2 separate regions of the Rattus norvegicus genome follow, and region 2 is linked to region 1. The links are chromatin contacts, called in public Hi-C maps. All regions are on one chromosome and are shown on one strand. Each heading gives the region's core, a stretch centred on a gene start, on an enhancer-like site or on the middle of the called end of the contact. The rest is flanking DNA. Distances are from core to core; before and after follow the strand shown.

Region 1 (5,652 bases), core at 2,133-4,632:
GCAACCTAATGGAGGAAGGGTTTACACTGGCTCGCAGTTCGAGGGGGTACAGTCTGCCATGGAGAGAAAGACACGGGGCAGCAGATAGCACTGAAGATGTGCAGCAGGGACTTCTTGCTCCATATCTTGGTGGAGCCGGAAGCAAAGAGTGAACAGGGAGTGGGGCTGGGTTATAAAACCTAAGTCCCGCCCCAGTGACCTTCTCAAGGGTTCACAGTCTTCCTGAACGATGCCACCTGCTGGAGACGAAATCTCCAAACTTTGAGGATTCAGGAGAATGTTTCACATTCCAATCACAACTGGTGACTCTATATGGTTTACGCTGAAAAGAATATTGTTGTTGTTATAGGTAATTATGCAGGTTGGTTTGTTCACACCTATTTAATAAGAACTTCTCTTATGCCAATCAGTGGTTTAGGCTGTAAGAATATGTCACAGACAGTAAAGAGACAATAGAATATGTAAAAAAAAAAAGGTTTAAACAGCATCTATATTGTATTATTTTCTAACATCTATGTATTAAAGTGGGGAAGATGACACATGAAAGGTCTAATCAAAACAGTTAGACCACGTCACCGTTTTAAATAAGTGCAATCTTTGTCCTCTCCTGTGTTTCTTTGTACGGGATGCTTAGGACTGATATAGTTTGGGACATGCTATATTGTTTCTCAGATGTCTCAGAGATCAGAAATTTGCTGATTGCCACACAGCAGAACTCATCCAGTCTTGGGATGAACTTTGTGGTGACATCGTGGCCTGGCAGAAAGGTTAGTGAGTAGTGATACACGGCAGCAAACGGCACACGTCATTTCTCAGGTTTGAACGGTGGTAGTTGAAGTAACAGCCTGAGGCTTTTCTTGCTGTTTAGCTCTATCACCTTGCCTTTTAGTTGCATGCGTTTGCAGTATCAGAGCCCTGGGATGCACTCACTAAAAGAGATTAGCAATTTGAAAGGGGCGGTTCAAAGTGAACGCAATCGCTCACATGCAATACCAGATCTAGTCACCAGATGGCGGTAGAGCTTAAAAAGTGTAAGGAGGTGGGGAGGGACTTTTACACTTTTGCTACCACTCAGGTGAACAAATTGGGTAGGTAAGTTATAGTTTCCCGGAGGTAACATCGTTCTTCTCTTGTGCCTTTCAGCTCATTAGATACAATTGGGGTTCTAGAATGTTCTCTGCCTTGACCATCCGGTTTGGTGACTGTGGAGGCCCGGGTGAGTCCTCCAATGATCTGTCTGGGAGGGCAGGCTCTGAGCTCTTTAACCAGAGAGGTGAGTGTCTGAGCAAAGATGCAAGTCCCGCCCCAGTGACCTTCTCAAGGGTTCACAGTCTTCCTGAAGGATGCCACCTGCTTTGGTCGGTGCTAAGAGAGAGGGGCAGACGAACTGGTTGAAAACAGTAAGTGCACAAACATGACTACACCCAGAGGTACAACAGGCTACAAGGGAGGACTGGGAACGGCCCCCAATACAACTTTCAAATCTCTGCCTTCTTCACAGAGCCATCTTGCGTGCCTGGAACCCACCTATAGACTAAGTGTTCGCTTTCGGACATATCTTGCTGCCCGTGACCTTCTGGCCCCTACTGCCGTGATTACCCTGGCTCATTTGTTGTGGAGATTCTGCAGCTGTCCGGAGAGAGGACGTGCTTCAAGGCCCCATCAAAACAAAACCACAACCCTGCTATGTAGTACAGGCTGGCCTTGAACTGGAAATCCCCCTGCCTCTATCTTTTGGGTGCTGGGATTGCAGACGCACACTACCTCATCGAGCCTAGATAAAAATATACTGAGAGATAACAGCAAAGTTGGCCATTGTTATTCCCCCCACAATCCTCCCTCTCTCTCCTTCTCGCTCCATCCCTCCCCGACTCCTCTCTGATTTTGGTTTCTCAGCCCACAGTGCTTTCACATATCTGAAGTAAAGCAGCCTCTGGAGCCACATGGCCTTGTCTGGCTCGGGGTGGGAACCGGAGGAGCTATTCATACCCCTTTCACCTCTCAAGGTCCTGGCCTCTACCTCCACCCTGAGTTTTAACTTCCTGAGACTCCAGTTACCTGCAGCCAAGCAGGATACTGAATAAAGTATGAAATGAGAAGTTCTAGAAAGGGTTCTTAAGCTTTGAATAACTTCCGGTTTAGTTGAACAATTACATGACCTGTAAAATGGGTGCTACTTCTCTTGTTATCCAGACCCTCCCACCCCCTCATCCCTCCACACCTCCCCTACACCCTCTCTCCTGCGGGCCCCGTTCTACGTGTTCTATGTAAAAGCTGCTGGGAGCCCTGAGCTTGGCAAATGGCTGCTACTGGGGAAGAAGCTGGTTGCTCAGGCAGGGTGAGCGAAGGGTTAGATAAGAATATCTCAAAAGCACCCCCTTTATCCATTCTCCAGTTGACAAACATCTAGGCTGTTTCCAGTTTCCAGCTTTGAAGAAGGGAACAGCAACGAATGTGGATGATCAGGTGCAAAATACGTCGTTTTAAAGGTTCCCTTGAAAAGCGGGTAAAATAAGGGAGTAGCCACCTGATGTGGAAACATTCTTTCCACGTTTTTATTTCAAGGGAGGAAGATAGGGTTTTTATGAAGATAGGGTTTTTATCGGCCATCAAGAAATAGGGGTTGGGGATTTAGCTCAGTGGTAGAGCGCTTGCCTAGGAAGCGCAAGGCCCTGGGTTCGGTCCCCAGCTCCGAAAAAAGAACCAAAAAAAAAAAAAAAAAAAGAAATAGTACTGCGAGGTGGGAAGGGGGTGAATGGGGTCACCGTTTACTCTGCAAGCCTATGGGTGCAGGTCCGGATACTTAGCACCTCTGCTAAATACCGGCGCAGTCACACAGATCTGCAACCCCACCTCAGAGGCACAGAGACAGGAGGATGCCAGAAATGCACCTGCCTGCCATTCTAGCTGAAACAGTGAGTTCCAGGCTCAGTGAGCAAGCGTGTTTAAGCATAAGGCAAAGAGAGGTAGAGGAAGACACCGTGGGGTTGACCTCTGGTCTCTATGTGGGCAGGAATAAGTGAGGATGTACGCATGCGCACTTGAAATCACTCCTCCTCTCCTACACAGAAGAAGAACTGAGCCTCAGTGTTGGTCACACATCACTATCAAGCGTTGGGCCACAGCAGAAAATAAACAGAAGGGAGATATGCAGTCCCATCAGGTCTTAGTGAGGGAGTGCAAGGTGGGGAACGGGCAGTGGATAATGCACAAGTTACAGTTAGGAATGGGAGTGAGCTCTGTCTTTGGTCTGCAGAGATAGGGAGAGGTGACCTGATCGCCACTGCATGAAAGATTGGCTGTGATTAACAATAGAGCACTGTGTTTTTCAAAACTGCTGCCAAGGGAGCTATGAGCATTCTCACCACAAACAAACGCCCCATGTCTGCAAAGCTGAATGACAGTCCTAGTTTGACAGTCACAGTGTATGTCACCGCCACAGACCACAGCCTGCACATGCCAACCAAAACTAAATAAAAACAAAGAAACCCCAGAAAATAGAATAGCCAAGAGGTTACAGGGGTTAAAGATGACTGAAGGCTGTTGGAAAGGAAAAACTCAATGGCGCGGAGGGACCGGAAGTGTTGTGGGTAGTTTTAATTTCAAAGCCAGCGATCTATGTATGCTTCATTTTGAGGATGAGGTCTGAGAGATTTCTGAAATGGAGTGGAGGTGTTGGGTGGACAGTTGTCTCTCTCTCTCTGGGGGAAGATGACTCTAGTCAAAGAAGGAAGGACTCACCCTCCAACAGGGATTAAGTTTGTGCTGGGGGTGAGAAAGCCCTGAGAAGGAAGGTTGGTGAGAGTCAAAAAGTTGCACGAATGAAGTCATAGGTCACGTATAACCCTGTCCGTGAAGTCAACAGCTGGGCTTTTCCTTCCGAATGAATGAAACTGGAGTTACTTCAAGATTGCTGGGTGAAAATGTTCTGGACAGATTTACACAAGTACAGGGAGGGTGAAAGTCTCCCTCTAGTGGCGAAGCTGGGAAATGCAGGCGCAGGAGCACAGTAGTTGCCTGTGAGGATTGTGGCCTTGGTCCTGGTGGTGGAGAGAAAATGACTACAGGCTTGCAAGACCCCAGGCAGCCCCAGCAGTTTCAGGGTACTTGGAAGACGGAGCCTCGGAAGATTTCCTATTGTAATTACAAATTACAATTGTGAATCCATCTTCCATTTACCACATTTGTTAAACAAAGGGATTTCTGGGGCTGGGGATTTAGCTCAGTGGTAGAGCGCTTACCTAGGAAGCTCAAGGCCCTGGGTTCGGTCCCCAGCTCCGAAAAAAAGAACCAAAAAAAAAAAAAAAAAGGGATTTCTGAGCTCAGGACTTGAAGTGTGGAAGGTGGAGTCAGCTGAAGAAAAGTGGCTTTGCCTATCAGCAGACACTTCTTGATGCCACGTATGGTCGCGGGACACAAAAGCTTGAGTGAACTCACAGAATCTCCTTAGCCTTGTCCTTTCGTGGGGAAAGGTTAGAGACTCGTGCCAGGCAAGGGTATAACTCAAGTATCATGCTCCAGTCTACATTTGTGATTCTCCCAGCATGCTGTGCGTAGAGTGTTTAGCACCAAGAACAGACATTCACCAGCCCAGTTGTCTGATTGAGGGACATTTAAGGCACCTCTCTCTCACTCCCTTGACTGTGGGAGGAGTAGGCCTGTGGAGGTCTATAATCTCAGGCCGTTGAACACTTGGTCCCCAGTTGGTGGCACTGTTTGTGGAGGCCTGTGTGTTGCAGCCTTGCTGGAGAGAGGGGCTTGCAGTCGCTGGGGGTCTGGCTTTGAGATTAAAAGCCTCGCCTCCTTTCCACGTCACTTGCTCTACGCATGCGTCAGAGATGTGCGCTCTCAGTTATCTACCCCTGCAACCTTGTCTGTCACTTGGTGTCGTGGCTCGCCACCATTCTTATCCCCCTAAAACATAAGCCCCTCCCCCCCCAACCCATCCTTCTCTAAGTTGCCTTGGTCGTGGTGTTTCCTCACAGGACAGAAATGTAAGTTTGACCTTGACGTTGGGACCAGTATTAGATAACTTGACACCCCAGGGTGCGATACACACTGCTCTGAACTAGAAGTATTTCCAAGTAAATAATAAGCATGTCTACCAGTTCTCTCTCTCTCTCTCTCTCTCTCTCTCTCTCTCTCTCTCTCTCTCTCTCTCTCTCTCTCTCTCTCTCTCTCTCCTAAAATCAGCACAATCCAGACACCTGTGGGGTGTGTTCTGGACTAGGAGACACGACACAGAACAACGGCTGACCACGGAGTCCCCGTGCAGCCTGAGAAAGAAGTGTTAATAGTCTTGGAGACAAATTGTCACTGCAGCAAAGGTGACCAGTACAGAGTCTTTCGAAAGGGTACATTTTCTAGCTAATCCAATGGATCATTTTTTTTAGAACATAAATTAAGGGTCACATCCCTTAGGGGGGAAAATACTCCATTCAATTCATAGATTTATAGAATTAAATAAAAATCCTTTTTATAACCTGAGGGTTTAAAATTTATGTTAGTCATGAGCGGTCAATTTCGGTATAGTTTTGGGGTTTCTTTAACAGTATTTTTGTTAAATGATATGAAGTATCAATTGTGTACTGCTTTGAGTTGCTGTGACAGGTTAGCTGAGGCTAGATCATTTATGAAGAAGTGAGAAATTTC
Region 2 (5,652 bases), core at 2,290-4,789, 560 kb after region 1:
CTTGGCAGAAATTCCAGCACTTCTTGTCTTTTTGGTGAGCACACTGGCATCTGTTCCCTTGGTCTGTGGTCTTTGTGGGAAGTAAGTCTTTCAAGGATCGCTTAGACCTAGAAGGGCTTCCTAGTCCATACGGGACGACGCGCCTGTTATGGAAAGAGAGAAGGAAAAGATATTAGCCTACTTAATAATCTTTCAAATTCCTTGGGCCTACAATTCAGAGAGCATTCATTTGGACAGCTCATGATACCAAAGTACGGAAGCCATTTGGCCTGTCTGCCCATCAGTGGTCCTCAGTGTATGTTTCCCCTAAATGGGAAAACATCAGCTTTCCTTCTGAATCAATGAAATTCTATTTCAATACTTAACAATATTCCATTTCATCTAGACACAGTTTTGTTCCAGATTACAACCTCTGTTTGGGTTTCTGCTTTGTGCTTTCTTTCTTTTCTGGTGTCAAGTGGGTCATGGGGCCAGAAAACAGAAGGACTCCAGCAACACCAAAACATAAGGTTTTCTACTTCAGTCATGTGTGGCAACGCTGCCTGGTGGAGCATGGCACCTTGGCACATTGCTCTAGAGTTCAGTAAAACTGAATGGCTGTGAAGGACTTAGTGTCAAAATGCTCTCCGATAACTTGCAATGAGTCCGTTTCAATTCACTCAACAAGAAACGGAGTCCTCCCCTTGGTAGAAACACTACTAAGGATTAGGTCCTCGGTGGTTTGGGTCTGGTTTGGTTTGGAACTTGGCCAGCCATTGTAGACAGAATAAATGTGTTTGTTCTTTCTGCTGATTGCTCCTAAGGAGTGGACTAGTGTTGGGGGCTGAGGGTAAAACAGCCTCTGTTCACTCTGAAGGTACAAGAGAAACCTATGGGCGCTGTTCTGAGCTCTGCCTTGGATCACAGTTTTCTAAAGACGAAAGAGAGAAACAGGAAGCTCAGTTCCCTGCTCTAGCCCTACTCCCAGCTCATTCCTGTGCAAGGGGCTTCAACATTGTGTTTCTTAGTTTTCCTATAAGTAAAAGAAAGGAAATATGTCATAACTCCCTATTACATCTGTATGTCTGGAACAGATTCAGCGAGCCTCTCTGAGAAGTATAGGTATGTTACCCTCCATAGGACCTGGTCTACTGATCCCTAAGTCCACATCGAGAGCCTCTCGCTACGTTCTTCCGTCCCTTTCTTGTCTTCAAATGCACAATTCCTTCCTGTTTGCCCTCATCCCACAGTAAGCAGTGTGACTCTGAGCCTCTCAGAAGACCCTCTCCTACATGGCTACCACTAAGCTCATCTGTCTCAGTCAGCACTGTTCCCCCTGGGAGGCACGTTTTTGCCTTCAGAAATGCAAAAGCCCAGAAACCTCCCAGAACAGAAACCCCAGCTGGGTCTCCCAGCTCCAGAAAGCCCCAGCAGTAAGAGGATGGCTAGGACTACAATGCCCTCTAGAGACTCACTCGGGAGTGTTGACCCAGATGATGTCCAGGTGGCAGAAGTAGACACACTCCTTGTCCATCAAGGAGGAGCAGGAGCAACGCTTGGACCTGCGGGGTCTCCAGGATGTGCTGGGAGGGGGGCTCTGCACTTCCTTCTCAGCTCGGGGGCTGAGCTCTGCTCCCAAGACAGCTGTGAAGAGAACAGAGGGTCGGGTTAGTAGGAATCTCTCTTCAGGCGTCCAGAGCAAGCACCTGCATCCAAGTATTCAGGCCAGATCTAGCAGCGCAAATAGAAGCAGACAAGGCATAAAACTGCCTTTAGCCAGAAACACAAACAGAAAGAAAGAGACTTCTTTGTTCTCCGTGCTTAACAGGACTTCACCCTTACCCTGGCTGGCTTATCCAACCTGCAGGGAGATTACACACACACACACACACACACACACACACACACAGAGAGAGAGAGAGAGAGAGAGAGAGAGAGAGAGAGAGAGACAGAGACAGAGACAGAGAGAGAGAGAGACAGAGAGAGAGAGAGAGAGAGAGAGAGAGAGAGAGAGAGAAACAGCTAGGAAAGGACTCTTCCAGTCTTCTGAAGACGCTTCAAAATGGAATTTTGAGGAAGTCCATACCTGAGACTTAGACTAGCACAACTCCCATAGATTAAGCTGGCTGGTGGCCACAAGTAAATAAGACAGACCGTCTATTCCTAGCAGCCTTGGAGCCACGTTCCCAACTCAGGATAACCTCCTTAGGGGTACCCACCCCATTCCAGCTCGTGTAGGGGCACAGAATGATCTAGGTTGCATATGGGTGCCTTTTTATGTTAGGCAGAAAGCAAGAACTTCCAGAAAATGCCTGGACACCGAAGAGAAACTGACTTTACAACAGTCACTGCAGGTGGGAGATAAGTGGCCACTCAAGGAAGAGAAGGTACAGCTCAGGGGAGCCAGGGAAGTACTCTGGGTTCAGAATCCTGGGGCCGCACAGCTTGCGTGGGACTTGACACCTCCCTCTGGCCCAACACAGCATCGCTAGCCTCTTTCAATTGACCATTTGGTCGTGCATTTTCTCTTCCCAATTTTGTTCATTTCAAACGATCAGACACATTCCAGGATTTTCATCCCTTTGACAACCTCTCTCTTTGCTTAGGGTCAGGTGAAGACAAAAAGAAGGCACTGACCCTAAAAAAACAGGATGGGAGGAGAAAGAACCAGAAGCGGCCCATACTGTCTAATTCCTTAATCAGGCAGGAATGATCCCGGCTCCCTTCCCAGGACAGGTGAATACTACTGAAATAGAGCTCAGGCTGTTTGAGGATGCCAAAAACCTGCCAAATGAAACCTTAAGTCAATAGTGACAAATTTTAAAGAAAGCATGTGCTTCGCCCTGAAACCGCCTGCGGGGTTACTCAGCGCACGGTTGATCGGCAGGTGATTTCACTGCTCACGTTGTGCCTGCATGACCTGAATAAAATTCCTTGGCTTTAAGCTGGAGTGTTTTAGTATTTTACACATTAGCACACTATCAAGACAGCGTTTGAATAAGCTCCTAAATGCACCATGCAACCCTAAACACACGTATTTCAAATATATCCTTGCCTCAGCTGTAGCCACTCAGCGATACGGCTACAACGTTATTTTAAAGCTATGTGATACTCGGTTGTAGTCAGTTGTATTCAAACAGGAGTTTTATTCCTTTCGCTGGCACACAGAAGTAATTGCAAGGCACTTGCTGCTCCAGCTTCAGTAATTTAAAAAAAAAAAAAAAAGGACAGAAAGAAAAAAGAAAAGTGGAAAACAGAAGCGAGAACGGCGTTGCGCTGAAGCAGAAAGATTCGCAAGTGGCACCTACCTGTTTCTGGAGCTCCTTGGAAAGCCACAAACAGCAGAGAGAAGATCACGGGAAAATAATCCATTCTGCAAAGGGATCAGAAGAAGAGGAGGGAAAAAAAGAAAAAAAAAAGAAAGAAAGAAAACTCGGTTGCAAATGGAACTCAATGCAAAACGAAGAGGACGGTGTCTGGTTGCTCTGATCGCCTCTGGCTTTTGGAGATCTCAGCGCGGTCTTCAAAAAGTGGCCCCTTCACCGGAGCGAAAGCGTCGCGGGCAGCCCGGGAGGCAGCGCTCGAGGACAAGCGGAGCAGACCCAGTCAGGCTCTCAGCGCCAGTGCTGGAACGCGTCTGGCTCGGACAGCTCTCCGCCGGGCTTTTTATATTGAACCCCTATAGAGTGGGGGTAAACAGCTCCGACTTTATTCCAGCCCTAAACAATGTTATTGTGTGATTAGTCACCCACAGGCAACGTGCAGCCGGAGATAAGACCCGGCTCTAGAGGAAATCACGGCTAACTTCAGAGGCAGACGCCCGCCGTCTGACAATCCAGGGGCAGGGCTAAGAAAAAGAAAACACCCACTGGACAGAGACCTCTGCAAAACCTGCACCGAGCGGCAGCCCGCTTCCCCTTTTGCTAGCTGCCAGCCCCAGAGTTCAAGAATCAAGAGGTTCTCCAGAAGAAAAGTCACCCCATTGGAATGAAAAGTATGAAGTACAATTAAATAGATTGTATTGTGCGCGCGGGGGGTGGGGTGGGGGTGGGGCTGATCATTGTTCACTTGATTTTCCTTTTATGTCTTTCTGATTTCTTAGTTGGATTCAAACCAGGGGAGGATCCCCCTCTTCGTTCTTCACTCCCTGCTACTTGGGGTGGGGGCGGGAGGAAGACCAGATTATTTAGGGAGATCAGCTTACTTTTCCAAACTCCCCCAAGTCTTTTTTAAACTGAAGTTCTTCGCAACGGAGGTGCGAAGGATTCCGTCAGGAGCTAGCAAGGAGGGAAAACTAAGGAACAATGATAACAACAGCAATATGGTTTCGTCAGGCACATCCTAGTATCGCCGATCAGAAGGACCCCCCCACTCTCTCCCCCCTCCAAAATTTCCTGTGCCCAGCCTCTCCCTGGGAATTGCACCCCCCACCCCCCCCCACCCCCCGCGCGCGCGCGCGCTATCGGGAAGAATCTTGAGAAATGGCAGGAACGAACACCAGGGGGAGACGAAGAGCTGCAGGGGCTTGTGCTTTAGTAAGATAAAACAATTAAAGCCTTGGCTTCTAAATGATTAGCAACAAGCCGCGGCCGGGCAGAGAAGGGCGCCTCACAGACGAAAGGAGAGGTGACTTCAGGGCATTCCATTATTCCCTTCCCTGACTTCCCAGTCTCCTCCGCCCCACTTTGCTTGCACACTGGGGCGAACCAGTGTCCTGTGCCTGATTAGGAAGCTACAGGGAGAGCGTGGGGAGGGGAGGACTGCCTATGCTGACTGAGTAAGTGGATCAGATCATACCTCACCGTTTAATAACGTGTTTACGTTTTCCAAACAGTTTCCTGTCTATTTTGCCATGAAATGCTCCCTCCCCCGGGTGCCCATGGGTTATTAAGGTACAAGTGACAACATGTCTTCATGAATAAAGCAAAACACACATAAAGCACATTGACTTTTTCAATAAGCTTCACTTTTCAAGGGAGGAAGAGGGAGGACCCCCCAGAATGCCCAAAAGCTGGAAACAACACGCGGGATCCACTCAATGGTTTCCCTATAAAGGATCTAAATCAAGATGTGAGGATGCCACCGCAAAGGTCCCTCTTTCATCCCTCTTGTTCTACTCCGATTTTCCCTGGGAGTAGATGCCAAGAGAGACTCACTTCTAACACGGGACCCACACAGGGACCCACCCCACGCAACTATTCATTTAGCTCTTCAACTCTACAATCAAAAGGCAGATTTGATAGCGATTCCCAAGCTGTGGACAGGGACATGCTTAGGCCTAGTGAGCTCTCTGGAAATCTCGGTAGGGGAGACAACACAGCAGCAGCTTTAGGTCACTGAGAACTCTGTCCCTTAGGAGACTCTGTACTAAGAGCTGGAGACATTGGAGAAGCAGGAACCAGCAACCCTCCCACACCCACACCCGAGGCCCAGGGCCACTGGTAAGCTTCTGCCTCTGCTTTGCTTACCTCAGACCTACCCCGGAGGGTGGGGGCCAGGAGGTGACAGCTACCCCTAGAACTGGGCCCCAACAGGAAGCCAGCTCATCCCACCCCAGCTCCTCAGGGGACCTGGAGGAGAGGAGAGCTGATGTCACCTACCCAAAGTCCAAGCTTCCCACCGGCAGGGGAAAGGTGGCTGGGAAATGTACACCCCACCCCCACCGCTTTCTGA

What was found. Hi-C and Micro-C count contacts between places; a contact is called where the count stands out from the background.
Region 2: a Hi-C map of Schwann cells shows a contact between it and region 1, with 4 times the contacts expected there. The contact joins the promoter of Edn1 here to the enhancer-like site in region 1. A contact is called at or near these places in 4 of 12 Hi-C or Micro-C datasets (the A7r5 cell line, the Rat2 cell line, Schwann cells and 1 more).

The regions. Positions count from the first base shown.
Region 1 is chr17:22,099,414-22,105,065 of GRCr8, forward strand. All of the region lies in intron 3 of Phactr1 (phosphatase and actin regulator 1), which reads right to left. Among named protein-coding and RNA genes, the nearest start is that of Phactr1, 140 kb to the right of the region's middle. Within about 2 kb of position 3,383, at least 38 of the 93 cell types and tissues checked have an H3K27ac peak or open chromatin away from gene starts, as enhancers often do. A contact at or near this core is called in Schwann cells, where this site is marked.
Region 2 is chr17:22,663,148-22,668,799 of GRCr8, forward strand. It overlaps Edn1 (endothelin 1), which reads right to left and starts at 3,540. Exons shown (of 5, transcript NM_012548.2): 1 at 3,288-3,540; 2 at 1,455-1,623; 3 at 1-143. The coding sequence starts at 3,351.